Linked DNA regions of Mus musculus: regions 1 and 3 are each linked to region 2. Evidence: chromatin contacts called from public Hi-C and promoter capture Hi-C data. All regions are on one chromosome and are shown on one strand. Each heading gives the region's core, a stretch centred on a gene start, on an enhancer-like site or on the middle of the called end of the contact. The rest is flanking DNA. Distances are from core to core; before and after follow the strand shown. Region 1 holds the start of Lonrf3 (LON peptidase N-terminal domain and ring finger 3). Region 2 holds the start of Il13ra1 (interleukin 13 receptor, alpha 1). Region 3 holds the start of Dock11 (dedicator of cytokinesis 11).

Region 1 (2,700 bases), core at 68-2,567, 220 kb before region 2:
AAGCAGGAGAGAGGGAAAGAGCACGAGAAAAGAAAAAAAAAGCTATAGGACCAATCAGAAGACTGAGACACAGCTTTTAAAAAAAAGCTAAAGTAGGGAAGACAAACTCCTTGCAATGCCCCCTCCCTCCTCCTCGTGGGCCACGGGCTCTTCCCTCGCCACCCCACCCCCCAGCCCGCGCGCGCGCGCGCGCGCGCGAAACCAAATCAGTCCGGTCCGTCCCCCCGCCCCCGCCTCCCAGCAGGGATCGCTCCCCCGCCCCCCTCGCGTGGCGAGCAAGCCCGCACGGCCCCTGTGGCGGCGCATGGGGGGTGGGGGGGACTCACCTAGACGAACAGCCTCGTTGTACTTGAGCAGAGCTGCCTCCACCTGGTGCTCGCGGAACAGCCGGTTGCCCTCGTGCCGGAGTTGCGACGCCCGCGCGGGGCCCGGGAACAACTTGCCCAGGAGGCCGCTGAGTACCACGTTAACTCGCAGTTGCAGGGGCGCCGGCTGCCCCGCGCGCCGCGGCCCGCGTGCCCTCCCACTGGCCGCCATCAGAGCGGAGAGCTTGACCCCGCACAGAGCGCAGCGCCGATCGGCGGCTCGCCCGCGCTCCAGGCACAGTTTACAAAAGGTGTGGCCGCACCACAGGGACACCGGGTCTGAGAGAAACCCGTGACACTTCTTGCACTTAAAGCCATCCCATACCTCGGGGGCCACGGCCGCGGCCTCCCCTGCCTCTTTCAGCGCCGCGGCGCAGCAGCTCGAAGTGCCGCTCGAGTCGGAGGCCAGCTCCTCTTGCGGGACACTGTCGGCCAAGCAGCGCACTAGCTGCTCCAGCTGCTCCGCTACGAGCTGCTGCCTCTCGGAGAGCTGTCGGTACACCTCGAGGGCTTCCCGAAGGTGCCCCTCAGATGCCAAGGCATCCGCCTGCGTGAGCAGGACTTTGCACTCCAGCGGTGTCGGGACCGCCAGAGGCAGGCTTTGCTCGGGCTCTTGAGCCCCGAGAGCTTGGGAGCCCTCGGGTGTCACCTCCTCCGGGTGGGCGGCTGACTGCCCTGCGGCCGCTGATGTCCCCGGCTCCTCCGGCTCCGCCAGCTCCAAGTTGTTGCTGCCGAGCTCGGCGGACAAGCTCACCATCTGTGCGGTCTGAAGGGAATCCATTGAGAGAAGGAACTGCGGAGGTTGGAGTGAGGAGAGGCGTCTAGGAACAGGGAACTAGCAGGAAAGAGCGGCGGCTGGGAGCGGGCTGCGCGAGCGAGAAGGCGGGATCGCCGCGCGCGCGAGTCTGCCTCGCCTCCCGAGCTCCATGCCGGCTGCCCCGCGCTGCCTAATAACTGTCTTGTCTCAGCGAAGCGTTATATAAAACGCAACCACGTGACTCCTACCACGCTGCTCATTGGCCGGCAGCGGGGAAATTGTTACAAAACCAGACAGTTTTGTAACAGCTTTGCGCTTGCTTCTTTTGGCTTGGCTTTTCTTGGCTTGTTTTTTGAGGTTGTTTGCATTTACTCTTTCTTTCTCACTTGTGATTTTGGGTCCTTTCTGGACTGGGGAGAGGTACACAACCTCTTCTTCCACGCTTTTCCAGCTCTAAACTCTTTGCCATCCCACCTCAAAAGTAGTCTGCAAACAGGTCCGCTCTGCCAGCCGCTTGTTGGAGTCCCCCCGCCCGAGAGAGGCCGGTCCCTATCGGCTCCAGTCACAGAAGTTGCTGGAATGCCAGGCTCCCCTCCAGGGGGCGATGGCTGATGTCTGCAAAGGCACCTAGGGACACCCAAGAAGTCCTCATTTGTTCCCTAGAAGAGCGTTAAGTGCCCCTGCTGAAGCTCCTGGGTTTCCTGAGGGATTCCCCCAAAAGAGACTTAGTGCAGTTTTAGGAGAGTTCTTTGTTTCTTACCAAGACAGCGAATCATGAGCAAATGGTCCAGCGGATAAAACAAGTTAGGCAGTCCGTGCTGGGCAGCAAGGGAAGAACGCACATCTTATAATCCTATATTAGATTGCTCATTGGGACCCCAGGGAGGCGCCCTCCGGTTCTCCTCCTCTTCCCTCCCACCCCCAACTCAGGGACCAGTGCTGGAGCGGGCACCCCCCTGGAGATTCACTGGCTCCAGGACCCAGAGACCAGATGGGCACCACCTTGAGAGCTGAGTTTGCTGAGTTCGCTGTAAACTCGGGGGGGGGGGCGGGGGGGGAGCGTGAGGGAAGCAGAGGGAAGATACAAGCCCAAGACAGCAAATCCAGAAAAAAAAATCAGAGAATTCAGTCACAGCCCAGCTGCTAAACAGCCTCCAGGTTCACAGAAGCTGACTTCTGGCAGGCCGTGCCTAACCTTAGGGTTTGTGCCCTTGCGCTAGGTTGAACACAAGTTGTAGTGCCTGGCTTGGGCTGAGGAGTGGGGCGGGAAATTCCCAACCAGGCACCCCTTAAAAAAATGCCAGACTGCTCACAAACTACACAAGGATTTGTTTACTGCTGGCCTTTGCATTTCAGACAAGAGCCATGAACAAAATGAACCGGCAGGGTTCTGGAGTACCCCACTTCAGGATAGACTGCTTCAAGAAGGAAGGCTGAGTTCAGTCAGGCTTGCTCTCAATTGTCTTCCTCCTCCCTCCCGCGCCTACAGGTCCTGGAGAGTGCTCAAATTAAGATTCCAAGCTGAGTGTCTCCAAGTTGCCTCCTGCTGTGGTCATTTAGCTGGGGGGTCTTGGGCAA
Region 2 (2,808 bases), core at 285-2,784:
ACTTAGCTAGCTTGCATGAAGCCCTTAGGTACCCTCTCCAGGAACCCAGGAAAAAAAGGGCAATTATTAACTGCTGAACTTAAGCATCCCTCAGATGTCACTCAACACTAATTTTTCAGTAAAGTCTTTCCACTCCACTCCGTGCCATTTACAGCTGTAACTCCCTACTCTCATCTTGTTTCTCTCCATAGCACTTTAGTGGTATGTGACATATCTTACCTTAACACAGAAACACACACCCTTTGCCAAGAGTACATGTAACTAGCTTCGTGACTCCAGGACTTGGTCCATTTTTCTCACTATTACATCCTCAGCCCCTAGAAACACCGCCTGTCATAGATACTACATATATTTTGTTGACAGAGCATGGGGATTTCCTAATTAACATTTCAGCTTTCGTTTCAAAACACAGCACACTTGGTAAACATTCGTTAGCAACTCTGTGTGTGTGTGTGTGTGTGTGTGTGTGTGTGTGTTGGAGAGAGAGAGAGAGAGAGAGAGAGAGAGAGAATAAAACCTATTTTAAAAGGCCCCGATTGCCACGCTTGCCAAGCCTAGTCCATGAGGAAATCATTCACCTTCGATTTTCACAGCAACTGCCAAGTTCATTAGTTAAAAATTGTTCACAAACATTAAGGCAATGGTGCAACTTCCTAAACAATGTACAACTTTTCTGTAAATTTAAGATTATCTTCCACGAAATACTGTTTATTAAAGTTGGAAGAGGTCTGTCCGGATGCTGGACAGGCGTTCTCAGCAGATTTCTTAATGCCAGAGGAAGCCTTGACCTCTTGTGTCCTTTTGCTACTAGGACTAAGATCCATCTTTAGACTCCCTTTAACTTCCACTGCTAAAAGCCACACTTCCAAACTGAGCATCTAAGAGGCTCAGGGCAAGGAGCCCTCAGGAAGTTCCAGCTCACCAGGACTTAGTCGCCATCCCAAGGTTCCTCATCCCTTCAAAGGCAAAGCCACTTTGTAAGAGTCATTTGAGCAAAAATCTGTTCCCTTCAGTCCCCTTCCTCTAGACGCCAGCCTTCTTGGCTCTTCCCTAGTGCTCAAGGGAAGTGAGATGGCCAGTCGCCGGGTCTGGCTCCCCCTCTCCCTGCCACAGAGCCTGGGAAATCCCCCCCGCACCCAGGTCCCTCAAATCCAACAGGATCACGGAGACTCAGCATGAAAGGCAAAGGCTGGCGACTTAGCACGGGACATCGAAGGGCCGACCACCTCAGTGCGCGCACCCTGACCAAGGCGATCGAACTCCTGGCGCCCCGCCGGCCCAAGTCCCTGCCAAGCCTCGTCCTTCTCACACACCACCACCACCCCCAACCCCCTGGTGGCTGTCACCAGCCGGGGACCACACTCACCTGTGGCCGCGGCAACTTGGCCCACGGTGGCGGTCCACAGTAGCAGCACCAACAGCTCGCCCAGCAGCGCTGGCCGCGCCATGCAGCCCCTCGCCTCGGAGCGTGGCCCGGCTGGAGCCGCGGCAGTCTCCGCCTCCTCTGTTCTTGCTCCCACTTCCCGGCCGCCGCGCGCTGGAGGCCAGAGCCGGCGCAGACGGGAAGGGCCGCCCCGCCCACGGCCGCAGGTAACCCGAGCGCGCGGGGGCGTCTGGGCGCAGGCAGTGGAAGGGATTGGGCGGGGCCGGCGGCTCTGAGACTCCCACCGAGTGACACCTGGCCTCCCTCCGCGCCACCACCTGTCACAGCTACCTGGGAGTCCTTTGGAAGACCCAAGGCGACTTCCCCTGGAGCTTTGTGGCAGGGCTCCAAAGACTGGCCTCTTCTCACTCCCACTTTGATCAGGATGTGTGGTTGTCCCGAGTGCCAAAGGCTGCACCCTGCTACACACTAGGGCAGGGTCATGTAGGAAAAGAACCTTGGCCTGGGAATCTGGAAACCTGGCATCTAGCCTTAGGTCTCTGAGCCCTTTGTTTCCGAAGTTCTGACTCCTAGAATAGTAATACCAACCTTCTTTATTTCTCTGGATGGACTTGGAAGTGTAGATTGGGGACTTTAGTGGCACCCTGCTTTGTGGAAGGGACAACGGTATATTTGAAAGCTGGTAATAATTGAATTGGGTTTTTAAAGTGACATTCCCGAAACAAGGGATAGTGTCACTATCCTGTGTACCTGTGTTGTTAAAACACACACTCAGCTTAATATAGTTTTAGGTTTCGAGGTACATACTATGGACAGGTATGGTGTTTCATGCCTGAGCACTGTGGCCTAGATTAAACAAGTGCTTAACAATTCTGGGACTGAAGTAGGATTGTCACCAATTACAGGAGAGGTGGGGGGGGGAGGGCGGGAGGGGGGAGAGGGCAGAGATTGAGAGGTTGTAAAGCTTAGTGAGTAAAGATGGAGGAAGAAGAAAACTGAGCCCTGCAAGTTGCCCTCTGACCTCCACGTGGGCACCATGGCATGTGTGTGCACATGCATGCACACCTACATAAGCATAATGAAAAACTGTGAAGACTATGTAAGGAGAAGGTATCGAAGATGTTGAAAGGCTGCACCTTGGAGCCATGAAGCTGGGTGCTGATGAGCATTTCTGAGATTAGGAAAGGAGAGGAACTGAGCAGCTTTGGGGGTTTTGTACTGCTGCTGTGGAAATCGCCCCAATCTGGGTGACTTAAAAAGCTCCATTCTAATACATTTCTGGATATCAGAAGTCTCATTAGGCGAAACCCAAGTGTAGGGAGAGCTACTTTTTGTCATGGAGATTCTAGAACATAAGCCCTTGCTTGAACTTTTCCAGCTGTGAGACACTGCCCACATTCCTTGGTTTGTTGCTGTACCACTAA
Region 3 (2,733 bases), core at 88-2,587, 220 kb after region 2:
GTGGAAAGAGACAAAAGCCAGCAAATCTCCTGCAAAACAAAGTAACAAAAAAGCACGCTAATGATTTAGTCCCACTGCTTATTTAAGGTTTGGTCCCTAGTCCAAAAAATTGGCAATGGGAGCCTTTAAAAGCAAAGGAGCAAGTGCCCCTTACCATCCAAGGCTTCCCTCCAGATTTAGACCATCTGAACAGGACTGATGAGGGTGCGCTGGCGTGCGGGGGAGGGGTGGTTCCCCGAGGGGGGTGTCAGAACACTCTCCAATCCCCATCCCCCAGCTCTACCCGCCGCCAAGACATCCCCAATAGTCTACGTAGGCGTCTGGTTCTAGGGTCTTCATCCTTACACAGCAACATCCAGTCCTTCCCACATCCTCTTGCCTCCAATCGCTCACAAGTCTTAAGAACCATCCTCTCCCAGAGGATACAGACTCAAAACCCACTCAGGCGCAGACCCACCCCCGTTGTTTCCAATCCTCTCCCTCTGTCTTAGTTGGCAGTACCCCTCAACACCCATCACCACCCTCCCTCTCCCCAGTAGCAGGAGGAAGTCGCTATGCTTCCTCTGTCCACATCGCCCGCCAGAGCTTGGGCGCCCTGGGCTTTTGGGTGGGGTTTTTTGTGTGTGTAAGTGAGTGTGTGTGTGTGCGCGCGTGTACCCGATGTGTATCCGCACTCAAGTATATCTGTGCTCATCGCATCCTTCCGCCTAGGCTGCCCCAGGTGCCCTCTTAAAGGGATCCGGATCTCCTCGTGCCCTAATCTCCAGCTCTTTGTGCGGGGGTCCGGGGGAGCGGGAGGTGCGATCTGAAGCTTTCAGCCGCCCCCGCTGGGGTGGAGACCCACTCTCCGGCCGCAGCTCTGTGAAACCCGCTGTGCCATTCAGCTTCCAGCCCAGCGCAAGCTGGTGGGGTAGCCAGAGCGCTGTCCCGTGGCGCCTGAGACTCCCACCCCCAGGCAGCCGGTTGCCAGAGCGAAAACTTAAGTAGAACAGAGGAAAAAGAGAGCTCCTAGCGCTCGACCGCAGCTGCGCCCATCCTGCCCGTGGTCTCCAGCGCGCGCGCGGGAAGCCACCGCGCTGCTCCCGGTGTGAGCGAACCCCCCCCCCCCCGGGACTCCCCGTCGCTCGACCACTCACCAGCACCACGGAGCCCCGCACGGCCTCCGACACGCTCTGGCGGAGCTCGGCTGCCGTGCCTGGCTTGCTCAGCCGCTTGGTGAATTTGCGCACTTCGGCCATGGCAGAGGTGGCGGGCAGGTCTCGGCGGGAGCGCTCAGTGCCCCGGGCCCGGGCGGCCGCTGCTGCTGCTGCTGCCTGTGTTTACACGCCGACGGGCCGGCCACATCTCAGCTCGCCGCCCCGCGCCCAGCTCCCGCGGCTCCTCCTCCCGCGCGCCGCTCCTCCCTCTTTCCCTCCTTTTTGCTCTAGCTTTTGCAGGCTCTGGGTCCTGCCGGGCGGCGGCGGCTGCTCCCTCTCACCAAGGGCCCCGACCTGAGTGGCCTAAGAAGGAGGGTGTGTCTCCTGGAGGGGGAGGGAGTGCTGGAGGTGGGGGCGAGGGTCACGCGGGAAGAGGGGGAAGTGGCAAGCACCCGGGCTCCGCCCGCAGCTGATGTTGCTGGTGCAGCCGCATCCGGGAGGCGAGATGAGGCTGCTTCTTTTTCCGAGTGTATGGCGCGGGAGGGGGTCAGAGGTGGGTGATGAAATGTCTCCAAGACTAGGGTGTGCTGGGGCCTCCAGAGACCTCTGCCTCCCTTAAGACTTCAGGAGCAGTGAGGCGGTGGGAAAAATCTCACTTGCCCCCAACCTGCAAGCCCCTGGGTCCCAGGCGGCTAGAGGCTGGGAAACAACATGGAAGCAGCATGCTCCTATTGTGTACTCAGCCTGGTTGGGTCTGCCCTATGTCAAAGGAAGGAAGAGCGGGTTTGCTGCAGGAAAGACTTGTCTGGGTCTGTACCCAACCCCCTTCATTTCCCCACCCAGGCATCCACTTCATAGGGCAACCAGGGGACAGGCTTCTAGAAGTGAGTCTTACCCAGGCAGGGATAGCTGGGTGGTGAGAGACCCCAGAGCCTTTGATGAATTGTGTGGTTCTGCAGTGATTCCAGAAGGAGTGGCCCTAGTGCTCACTGGGAAGGCTTTTGGAGGACCTATCAATCCTCTAGCTTTTACCTGTGCTCTGCAACCATCTCACCCTTTCCTTAATTTCCCCAGAACATCTGACTAGGTGTAAAGCATGCATGCTTAGACACAAACAAGGCCTTAATTCTGAAATGAAAGGCCCCACTTCATTTTTTTTTGTTTTGTTTTAAGTTTGAAATGGCCCATCACCAGGGGTCTAATCCTTTTTGAGGATTTCTACCGGTGCCCAAATGGCACTTTCCACACTTCTCAGGCCTTCAAAGAGCACACAGTCACACACCTACACAAGGACTTTGTTATGGAAACAAGAGCATGGGAATGGACTCCAGGAACCCAGAAAAGACCAAGTCTCCTAGCAGCAAGCCCATTTGGCCACCTTCTCATTGATCCTGATAAGGCACAGATGGAGGGTTCCTCCAGGACCTGGGACATGGAAGGGCTCTAAGGGACAGGCATTATCCTGCATGTTGACCTCACTCTGTGTGTGTGTGTGTGTGTGTGTGTGTGTGTGTGTGTGTGTGTTGGGGGTCGGGGTGGAAACTGTTACCTGCAGGTGGATCAGCACAAATTCATGCTATGTGTTCAATGAATGGTG

The links. Promoter capture Hi-C pulls out the DNA fragments that hold promoters and counts their contacts. A called contact is a pair of places that touch in the nucleus more often than the background predicts.
Region 1: a Hi-C map of liver shows a contact between it and region 2, with 2.2 times the contacts expected there. The contact joins the promoter of Lonrf3 here to the promoter of Il13ra1 in region 2. A contact is called at or near these places in 3 of 39 promoter capture datasets (embryonic stem cells, hippocampal neurons and stem cell-derived epiblast-like cells) and 2 of 484 Hi-C or Micro-C datasets (embryonic stem cells and liver).
Region 3: a promoter capture Hi-C map of embryonic stem cells shows a contact between it and region 2, with 6 times the contacts expected there. The contact joins the promoter of Dock11 here to the promoter of Il13ra1 in region 2. A contact is called at or near these places in 16 of 39 promoter capture datasets (the 3T3-L1 cell line, 3T3-L1-derived adipocytes, the C10 cell line and 7 more), 4 of 484 Hi-C or Micro-C datasets (the HL-1 cell line and embryonic stem cells), 1 of 115 datasets of contacts at active chromatin or transcription factors (stem cell-derived neural progenitor cells) and 2 of 9 other capture datasets (adipose tissue and liver).

What each region holds. Positions count from the first base shown.
Region 1 is chrX:36,327,026-36,329,725 of GRCm38.p6, reverse strand. It overlaps Lonrf3 (LON peptidase N-terminal domain and ring finger 3), which reads right to left and starts at 1,317. Exons shown (of 11, transcript NM_028894.1): 1 at 327-1,317. The coding sequence starts at 1,146.
Region 2 is chrX:36,110,834-36,113,641 of GRCm38.p6, reverse strand. It overlaps Il13ra1 (interleukin 13 receptor, alpha 1), which reads right to left and starts at 1,534. Exons shown (of 11, transcript NM_133990.5): 1 at 1,367-1,534. The coding sequence starts at 1,448.
Region 3 is chrX:35,887,436-35,890,168 of GRCm38.p6, reverse strand. It overlaps Dock11 (dedicator of cytokinesis 11), which reads right to left and starts at 1,337. Exons shown (of 53, transcript NM_001009947.3): 1 at 1,137-1,337. The coding sequence starts at 1,238.